2 separate regions of the Pan troglodytes genome follow, and region 1 is linked to region 2. The links are chromatin contacts, called in public Hi-C maps. All regions are on one chromosome and are shown on one strand. The core of a region is the stretch at or near the end of the contact, and the rest is flanking DNA. Distances in the headings are between cores, read along the strand shown. Region 1 has its middle 56 kb from the start of CRYBB1. Region 2 has its middle 35 kb from the start of ASPHD2.

Region 1 (4,450 bases), core at 4-2,503, 280 kb after region 2:
GAGTAAGTCACCTCACTTCTCTCAACCTCAGTCTCCTCAGTGGTAGAATGCGAGTTCTGATACCTTACAGGTTGCAGTGAGGATTCCCGTCAATATAAGGGTCTCAGCACATGGCAGACACTTAAAAAAAAAAAGTATGAGGATGGAGGAAGGCCCCTCAAACCTGGTTGAACACGTCTGCTGCCTAGGTCCTGGCCTCTCTGGGTGTTCTGCACACAGATCCTTCTGCCTGGGGCAAGACACTTGCTTTGAATCCCTGTCACTTCCCCACATTCTTCCTCCATCTCAGCTTTCTTTTATGTAGGCAGCTCTTTTGTTCGATTACTAACCCGTCTAACCCCTGGGGTGCCTCAACTGCACCCCAATCATCCCTTAACAAACTAACGGACCTGCGTGCGTTCTTCCTTTTCTCTTAGCGACTCCTGTGTGTGTCTGCTGAGGTGCCCTGTCCGCTGGTGCTGTGCTCTGACTTACTAACCCAGCCCCTACTAACCCTGTTTTCTCTTCTTACTAACCCCAGCCCTGCCGAGCTCTGGGCTCCCCCCGGGGGCTGGTCCCCCTCCTTTTGGCAAGCAGATGACTTGGGGCTACTGGCCCTGTAGACAGATGTCCCACTTTGCTGCCCCATATTGGCTGTTTGTAAGATCAGAGTCCACTGGGCCAGGTCTAAGGCAAGGGATGGCCCTATTAACAAGACTCAGAGGAGGAAGAGGTGGTCCTGTGGATGTGGGAGGCTGGACTCTGAGTATGACATCTCTCCTATGTGCAGAAGTCTGGTTGCCACTGGGAGTAGGTGGGACCAGGGAAATCTCTGGGACGTGAGTGTGGAGGCCTGTTGGTCTAGACTCTAGACTGTGGAGCTCTGAGCTTTTGTGTCCTCTGGAAGGAAGCTGGGGAAGAATCCTCTCCATTGTTAAGTGACAGGGATAGAAGCTGTCCTGCACAGGAAGTCACGAGGGGGGCGTATCCCACGAGGAAGGCAGGAGGGGGCGTGCCCCTCACCGGAAATTAGCAGAGGGGCGTGTCCCACACCGGAAGTCAGAAAGCGGAGCGTTTCTTACACCGGAAGTCAATGAAGCGGGTCTTTCCTACGCTAAAAACCACTGAGTGGAGTACTTAGTACACAGGAAGTCGGCCAGAGAAACATTTCTCATATTTGAAGGCCGGAAAGAGGGACATTTCTGACACCGGAAGTCAGTGAGAGGACTCTTTCCCACACAGGAAGTCAGCTAGAGAGCCGTCTCCCCTCTCTGGAGCCGAGAGAGGCCGGTTTCCCCCATCGTAAGTAGACGTGGGGCCGTGACCGGAAGTCCTTGGGAAAGATCCGTCCCATTCCCGGAAGCTAGAGGGCGTTAGTTGTCGGGTTGAAAAGGGGTGTGGGGAGGGGAAGCAGCTTTACCCCGGGCTCGGAGTTTGCAGGAGAGAGAAGTGGGGAGCAAGAAATGAACCTCAGGGGCTCACAGGGTTCCCGCAGATGCTCAGGCCGGCCAGGAATGCATCTCTGGCTCTCTGTTCCCACGGACGTCACTGCCTCAGCCAGCCTCCCCCAGAGCCCGCCAGCCGCTAAGCCGGGGCCACACCTGGGGGTGATTTCATGCCTCACCTCCAGTAGGCACCTTGGTTTCTTTGGGCTAATCTCTGGCTCCCTTGCACTAACTCTTGCTCTCACCCAGCTAATCCCTGTCTCACCCTGACTGCCCCAGGGGCTGACCACTAACAACCAACCTGGCCCTGTCTGGGGGTTCCAGGCTCCTGGCCTGGCCCTGACCGGTTCTTAATTAACCTTTCCTTCACCTTGACTAACTCCTGCCTTCCTGGTCTGTTCCTTTCAGCAGAAACTAATGGCTTGTGGATTTTTTTCTGACTAACAACAGGTCTAACATTCCTTGTTACTGTTAACAGCTTGGATGTCGGCATGGCTGGGAAGGGGCTAACACAGCTTTGAACTTGGCTAACACAGGTTTGAACTTGACTAACACAGGGAAAAGCATAGCTAACAATTTTGGGCGTGGTGGCTGCTCTGAGTCAGAGCAATCAGAAGTCGGTAAAGATGGTAGTTTTCTAAAGGAGGTGCCAGGGCTCTGGTGTGGACCAGGCCTGATGGAGCAGTGGTACCCACCAAGGTGGGGTCAGAAGTATAGCCAGTCTTGCAAGGTTTTGGCCATTGGGCATATCTTCACTCCTCATAGTCTGCATTTGGTTTCAGTTCTTAAAAAAATATAGCCTTATAGCTACAGTAGTTTGCACAAGTAGATGCAGCTCTTATAAACCTTAAAATACCTGTCTGGTGTCTACAGAGCATATGCCATTTTGTATAGAGTCACCCGTCCCCAGGCCAGGGCCTAGAGTCTTCATTTTGGGGACTTTGTGTTTTGGAAGTTCTAGGACATAAAGCTTTAGATCAGAGTATTCAGAAGGGTTATAACTCCGTCAGTCATTTACATGTTAGTAGTATAAATTATCTGAGCTTCCTGTTCTAACTTTTAGCTCTTCTAGCATAAACTCTTCTGTGCAATTTAGCTGCACCGAGGAAACGGGAGTTTTTCTGGAAGGGACTTTTGATCTCTTTAGACTGAGGGAACGTCCTTTGGGAGTAGAGGGGCAGGGAGCATACGCAAGGGATTCCAGGTGCAGGTAAAAGGTGGCACTAGTTCAAGGTTTTGCTGACTCAGTCTGGTAGTCAGAGTCTGCAGGAGAAGACAGCTCAAGGCAGGGCCTGGAGGATTGGATCAGTTTAGGGACAGGTCAAAGGCTGGCTTAGAGACCTTAGAGGCAGGTTGCTTGGGTCGTTGAATGCTAGTCTGGTGCTGAGAGCCCTTTTCTCTGGCAACTGTGGACTCAGAGCTAACCAATTGTAGTTGGCAGTGGGGGTGAAGGGTGATCCAGAGGCCTGAGCTGCAGAGGGCACAAGAGAGAAAAGATGTCTTAGGAAGAGCTTTGAGAACATGCCTTGGCTGCTGGCAGGGACCTTGGATGGGGTAGTCTACACCCGAAAGTGCCTGCCTGCCATCCTCTAGTGGCTGCCTTACTCCATTTCACTCAAAGCAGGAAGCTCAGAAACACCTCCTATTCCTGAAAGTCCTCTTTGTTTAACTGCAAAGGCTTGATGCTGCTAAGGATCTACTATGTGCCAGGCACTGCTCTGGGCGCTGGGACCTGCACCTGGGCTTTTTCGTCATGGTGCTTTTATAGCCTAGTGGGAGAGTTGGTGAAGTAGATAGTGATTCAGTGAGATGGGTGTTATGATTGGTCAGGGGTCTGTGGGAGCACCAAGGAGACAGACAAGATTGATGTGCACCTACTCTGTGCCAGGCGTGTGCCAGGCATTGGGGATGTAGTGGTAGTTAAACACCATTTGGTCTTCAGGAGCTTTAATTCTAGTGTGTTGGGTGCAGGGGGGTGGAATGGGGACAGAGAGACACCTAATCCACCCTGTGGTGGCTTTCTGGAGAGGGAGGCATCTAAGCTGAGCTGTGGCTGGGTGGAGTGTGGGTGGGGATGAATTCTGGGCAGCGAGAGTGGTGGACACCAGTTTCTGGGGATCAGAGAGGATCCAAAGAGGTCCTGGAAGGTTCATGTGGAATGTAGCAAGAGATAGGAGACATGGACATGGTGCCGGGTCTGGTTGCCAAGAAGTTTAGATTTTATCCTTAGGCCTTGGGGAGCGACGGATATGATCTGAGAAAGGGAGTTAGTGGATTTGAGTTTTAGGCTGGCCATTTGGCTTTTCCAGCCCAGGTGGAACTCAGAGGTGTTTGCAATGGGCTCTGGCCACATTTTAGACAACTGAGCAGAACTTTTTGAAACTAGGAAGACCCTTTGGTCCACCTTTTGATAAACAGAATCCATACATGTCTACCCCAGTTGGAAGTATCTCTGCAATGACTGGAAAGTAAAGAGGACCAAGGTGAAAATAAAGGCTCGGAAGGGGAGCAATCTTGAAAACATGTCATCCCATGGTGGTGGGAAGTCCCTGGAGAAGATCAGGGGAAACACAGTCATAGGCTGCAAGTCTACAAGATAATTCCATTGGGGAAGGAGCCCATTTGTCATGCATGGCTGCAAGGGGCAGATACAAGTGTGGAGTAAGCTTGCAAGAGCTGATCCTGGTCCCAGAGAGGGAAAAATATGCCTTGGTGGGTAATGCACCTTTTGTTCCCAGAGGCAGAAGGATTGGGACTAGGCCAACATAGAGATTGGCGATGGTTGTGAGATTCTAAGAGTGTGTGTGCATCTTGACAATATTAGAGGAGGCTGAGCCCAAGCAGGCACATTCTCTTCAACCCCTCCCTCATTCAGTCTGCTTTGGAGTCTAGTGAACATCAAGCTTGCTATGAGCAGGATCTTAGAGCTGAGGAATTGGCCTCCCAATCCGAACAGGTGTTATAATCCTTTCTTAATAGGTTGTGCTGTGGACCCAATGTGAGGGCTGTGCTGGTGTAAATGGTGA
Region 2 (4,409 bases), core at 1,586-4,085:
ACATGGTGGGACCCCATCTCTACTAAAAATTAGCTGGGCATGGTGACGCACACCTGTAATCCCAGCACTTTGGGAAGCCGAGGTAGGTGGATCACCTGAGGTCAGGAGTTTGAGACAAGCTTGACCAATATGGTGAAATCCCATCTCTACTAAAAATACAAAAATTAGCCAGGCGTGGTGGCGGGTACCTGTAGTCCCAGCTACTTGGGAGGCTGAGACAGGAGAATTGCTTAAAACCGGGAGGTGGAGGTTGCAGTGAGCTGAGACCACGCCACTGCACTCCAGCTGGGCAACAGAGCAAAACTCCATCTCCAAAAACAAAAAAAACAAAAACAAAAAAGAAGCCTCCCCTAGAAGGTCCAAAATACCAGCTGGAGATGTTCCTGTCACTCTTCTCCAGCCATCCCATCATCTCTCTCTGTAGTTTAACTACAGATGTTTCTGAGACTGGGGGTTGATTCACACTGAAGCTCAACAGAATCATAATATATAGGCTAGGATTTTATAAGTACAGAGCACCCGTAACTTAGAATCCTATGAATAAATGCTCCCATGTGATTGTATTCTATAGTATCAGTGTCATATTTTTATTTGATTAACCAACTAATCACTTTGCATGATCTCTAGACATATTTGAAACTTCAAAGACCTTTTCTGTTTGCTAAGAACTGTATTGGCTATTGTTCTAAGATCATTGAGAAGGTAGCTAGAAGTTTTTCGGTATTTATTTATTTATTTATTTATTTATTTATTTATTTATTTGAGACAGAGTTTCACTCTTGTTGCCCAGGCTGGAGTGCATTGCCGCGATCTCGGCTCACCGCAACCTCCACCTCCCAGGTTCAAGCGATTCTCCTGCCTCAGCCTCCCAAGTAGCTGGGATTACATGCATGCGCCACCACACCTGGCTAATTTTGTATTTTTAGTAGAGACGGGGTTTCTCCGTGTTGGTCAGGCTGGTCTCAAACTCCTGACCTCAGGTGATCTGCCCGCCTTGGCCTCCCAAAATGCTGGGATTACAGGTGCGAGCCACCACACCGGGCCAGCTAGAAGTTTTTATATGTATGTGTGTGTGTGTGTGTGTGTGTGTGTGTGTGTGTGTGTGTGTGTATGTATATATATATGTTAGGTATATATACATGCACCTATATATACAGTCATGAACCATGTAACAATGTTTTAGTCAATGATGGACCACATATATGACAGTGGTACCATAAGATTATAATGCTTTATTTTTACTGTACCTTTTCTATGTTTAGACACAGAAAGATTTACCATTATGTTACAATTGCCTAGAGTATGCAGTATAGTAACATGCTGTACAGGTTTGTAGCCTAGGAGCAATAGGCTATGCCATATAGCTTAGTTGTATAGTGTCCTATAGCAGCTAGGTTTATGTAAATACACTCTATTATGTTCACACAATGATTGAAATTGCCTAATGATACATTTCTCAGATCATACCTCTGTCTTTAAGTGACACATGACTTGTAGTAGCACTGTAGTGTCCTCTGGTTAAGTATACGTGACTGTAGCAGACAGCAGCATGACTGACTGTAGCATGTGGCATGTAGCATGTAGTATGTAGCATGTAGTAGTATGCTGTGGCCGGCCGTGCACAAGGATCTGAGGCTATAGCAGAGAATAAAACATGGTCCTTACTCATTTAGATCTTATAATCTACTGGGAAGACAGACGCTAATCAATTACCTACACAAATAAACATATGAGCACAAGCTAGGAAATGTGCCAAGAATGAAAGATACAGGGGTGCACCAGGGGGACTTGTGATTGGGGGTGAATGGTCAAGGAAGTGATTGGTATTGAGACCTAAAGCAAGAGTGGAGCAGTAAAGGAACGTCAGAGAAAGTTTTCAGGGCAGATCGAGGATGTGGAGGGAGGACAACAGGTGCTTGGCACCTCTGAGGGACAACCAGTGTGGCTGGAGGCTGGCGAGAGGGGCGTCACATAGTGGGAGGGGCTGAAGAGGCCGCAGGGGCAGACCTCAACCCAGGGAAGTAGGGGAGAGACGAGAGTGGACCTCATGTGTGACACTCCTTCTGATGGCCACATGCGGACTCCAATAGTTTGAGTAGTTTCCAAGGAGGAGGATTTGGGGGCTCCACGCTCACCCTTTACCTTCATGGAGGATGCACAACACACAGAGAAGCGGGGGAGGCTTGTCAGGGAAGCATTCTAGGTGCATGTCGGGCTGCCCCTTTCCATTAGGGGTCCAATTTTTTCCCATTGGAAAACTGAGGGCTGCTAACCAGCCATGGTGTTATGCACCTGTACTTCCAGCTGCTCGAGAGGTTGAGGCAGGAGGATCGCTTGAGCCCAGGAGGTCGAGGCTGCAGTGAGCTATGGCTGCACCACTGCACTCCAGCCTGGGCAATAGAGTGAGACACTGTTTCAAAAAACTTGAAAAAGGGCTGGGCGTGGTGGTTCACGCCTGTAATCCCAGCACTTTGGGAGTCTGAGGCGGGAGGACTACCTGATGTCAGGAATTCGAGACCAGCATAGCCAATATGGTGAAACCCCATCTCTACTAAAAATACAAAAATTAGCCAGATGTGGTGGTGGGCACCTGTAGTCCCAGCTACTCAGGAGGCTGAGGCAGGAGAACTGCTTGAAACTGTGAGATGGAGGTCGCAGTGAGCCGACACCATGCCATTGCACTCCAGCCTGGGTGAGACAGCGAGACTCCATCTCAAAAAAAAAAAAAAAAAAAAAAAATTGAAAAGAAAGAAAGGAAAAAGCAGACAGAGGGCTAGGCTTCTGACAGGCCCCATAGGGAGAAGCCTATTCAGTGAACCTGGGACAGCTGGCAGGGCCAGAGCTCAGCTGATCATTCATGGGCTTGTCACTCAGTCAGTAAAAGAATGGGGATTCCGAGGAAGGACAAACAAAGGAAAGAAAAAAGATGGAAAGGTCACTCCATGCCCCAGATGCCTCAGAAACCCAGATCCTGTTTCCCAGGCCTGGCTGTCCTCCAAGTTTAGAATAATAGTGAAGAGAAAGAGCTTCTCCTGAGATCAGAACCTACCTCACTAGTAGATGTACTTCAGACAAACAAAACAAGGTAGAGAGACCTGGGCCAGGAGAGAGAAAGGACCCCAAAAAAGTGACCAAAGAGATCCCTGTCAGGATAACACAGTAACGACAATAATAATAATTGCTGGCATTTGTTGACTGCTAGCTAATTATTTTTTGTTTGTTTTTGTTTTTTTGTTTGTTTGTTATTGTTTGTTAGTTTTTTCTTTTTTGAGACAGAGTCTTGCTCTGTCACCCAGGTTGGACTGCAGTGGTGTGATCTCGGCTCACTGCAACCTCCGCCTCCTGGGTTCAAGCAATTCTCTTGCCTCTGCCTCTGGAGCAGCTGGGATTCCAGGCACCCGCCACCACACCCAGCTAATTTTTGCATTTTTAGTAGAGACGGGGTTTCACCATGTTGGCCAGGATGATCTCGAACTCCTGATCTCAGGTGATCCACCTGTCTCGGCCTCCCAAAGTGCTGGGATTACAGGCATGAGCCACCACACCCGGCTTGTTTTGCTTTTTGTATTTTATTTTATATATGTTTTTATTTTAGAGACACAGTCTGGCTCTGTCGTCCAGGTTGGAGAGCAACGGTATAGTCACAAGCTCACTGCAACCTCACACTCCTGCACTTACACCATCCTCCCACCTCAGCCTCCCACAGTGTTGGGATTACAAGTGTGACCCACCACACCTGGCTGTTTTTTACATTTTAAATACACCTTTTAAATTCTATAATACTTTTTAGATTTCCTAGCTATTCGATGCACTTTAATATCTCATTTACTTTTGTGGGTAAAGAAATTAGCCGTCTTCTTTTACAGATGCAGTGTCTGAAGTGCAAATAGGCGAAGTCACTTACCCAGGTTCACACAGCTGGTACATAAGGGAACGGCACCCAGGAGGTCTGGCTACCCCGTGAATGCCAGGGTAGAAATCACTAAAGGCCAACCTTCAGAGAGCAGAGCTACTTCCTCCCAGGGTGCTCAGAACAAAGCAGGGCTCTTTCAGCCTGGGGATGCCCTGGATGCAGGAGCCCGGCCTTATTTGGCTCATATCCCGGGAGGTGTTAGGGATGGATTAGGCAGTGGCTAAGAGCTGGAACTTTGGGTTTGAATCTCAACTCCATCTGTGATTAGCCCCTTAGTGGGGTGAGGGACCCTGGAGGGGATAGATTTCCTCCTGCCTCATTGTGGGACTCTCCAAGAGGGGGTTCCTACCTCCCCATGCAAAAGAAAGAGAAAAAGTTATACTAACTGTCATAGAATGTTGGGGCAGACACTCAAAAGTACCTAGCCGTATCTGTTTCCTTTCCCTTTGCTAACAGAATCCCAATCTTGTTCGGAGCAACTATGAACCCGGCCACA

What was found. A called contact is a pair of places that touch in the nucleus more often than the background predicts.
Region 1: a Hi-C map of stem cell-derived neural progenitor cells shows a contact between it and region 2, with 4 times the contacts expected there. The contact joins two enhancer-like sites. A contact is called at or near these places in 1 of 7 Hi-C or Micro-C datasets (stem cell-derived neural progenitor cells) and 1 of 1 datasets of contacts at active chromatin or transcription factors (stem cell-derived excitatory neurons).

Annotation. Positions count from the first base shown.
Region 1 is chr23:28,835,663-28,840,112 of NHGRI_mPanTro3-v2.0_pri, forward strand. No RefSeq gene overlaps it. Among named protein-coding and RNA genes, the nearest start is that of CRYBB1, 56 kb to the left of the region's middle. Within about 2 kb of position 1,254, at least 23 of the 24 cell types and tissues checked have an H3K27ac peak or open chromatin away from gene starts, as enhancers often do. A contact at or near this core is called in stem cell-derived neural progenitor cells, where this site is marked.
Region 2 is chr23:28,557,081-28,561,489 of NHGRI_mPanTro3-v2.0_pri, forward strand. No RefSeq gene overlaps it. Among named protein-coding and RNA genes, the nearest start is that of ASPHD2, 35 kb to the right of the region's middle. Within about 2 kb of position 2,836, at least 5 of the 24 cell types and tissues checked have an H3K27ac peak or open chromatin away from gene starts, as enhancers often do. A contact at or near this core is called in stem cell-derived neural progenitor cells, where this site is marked.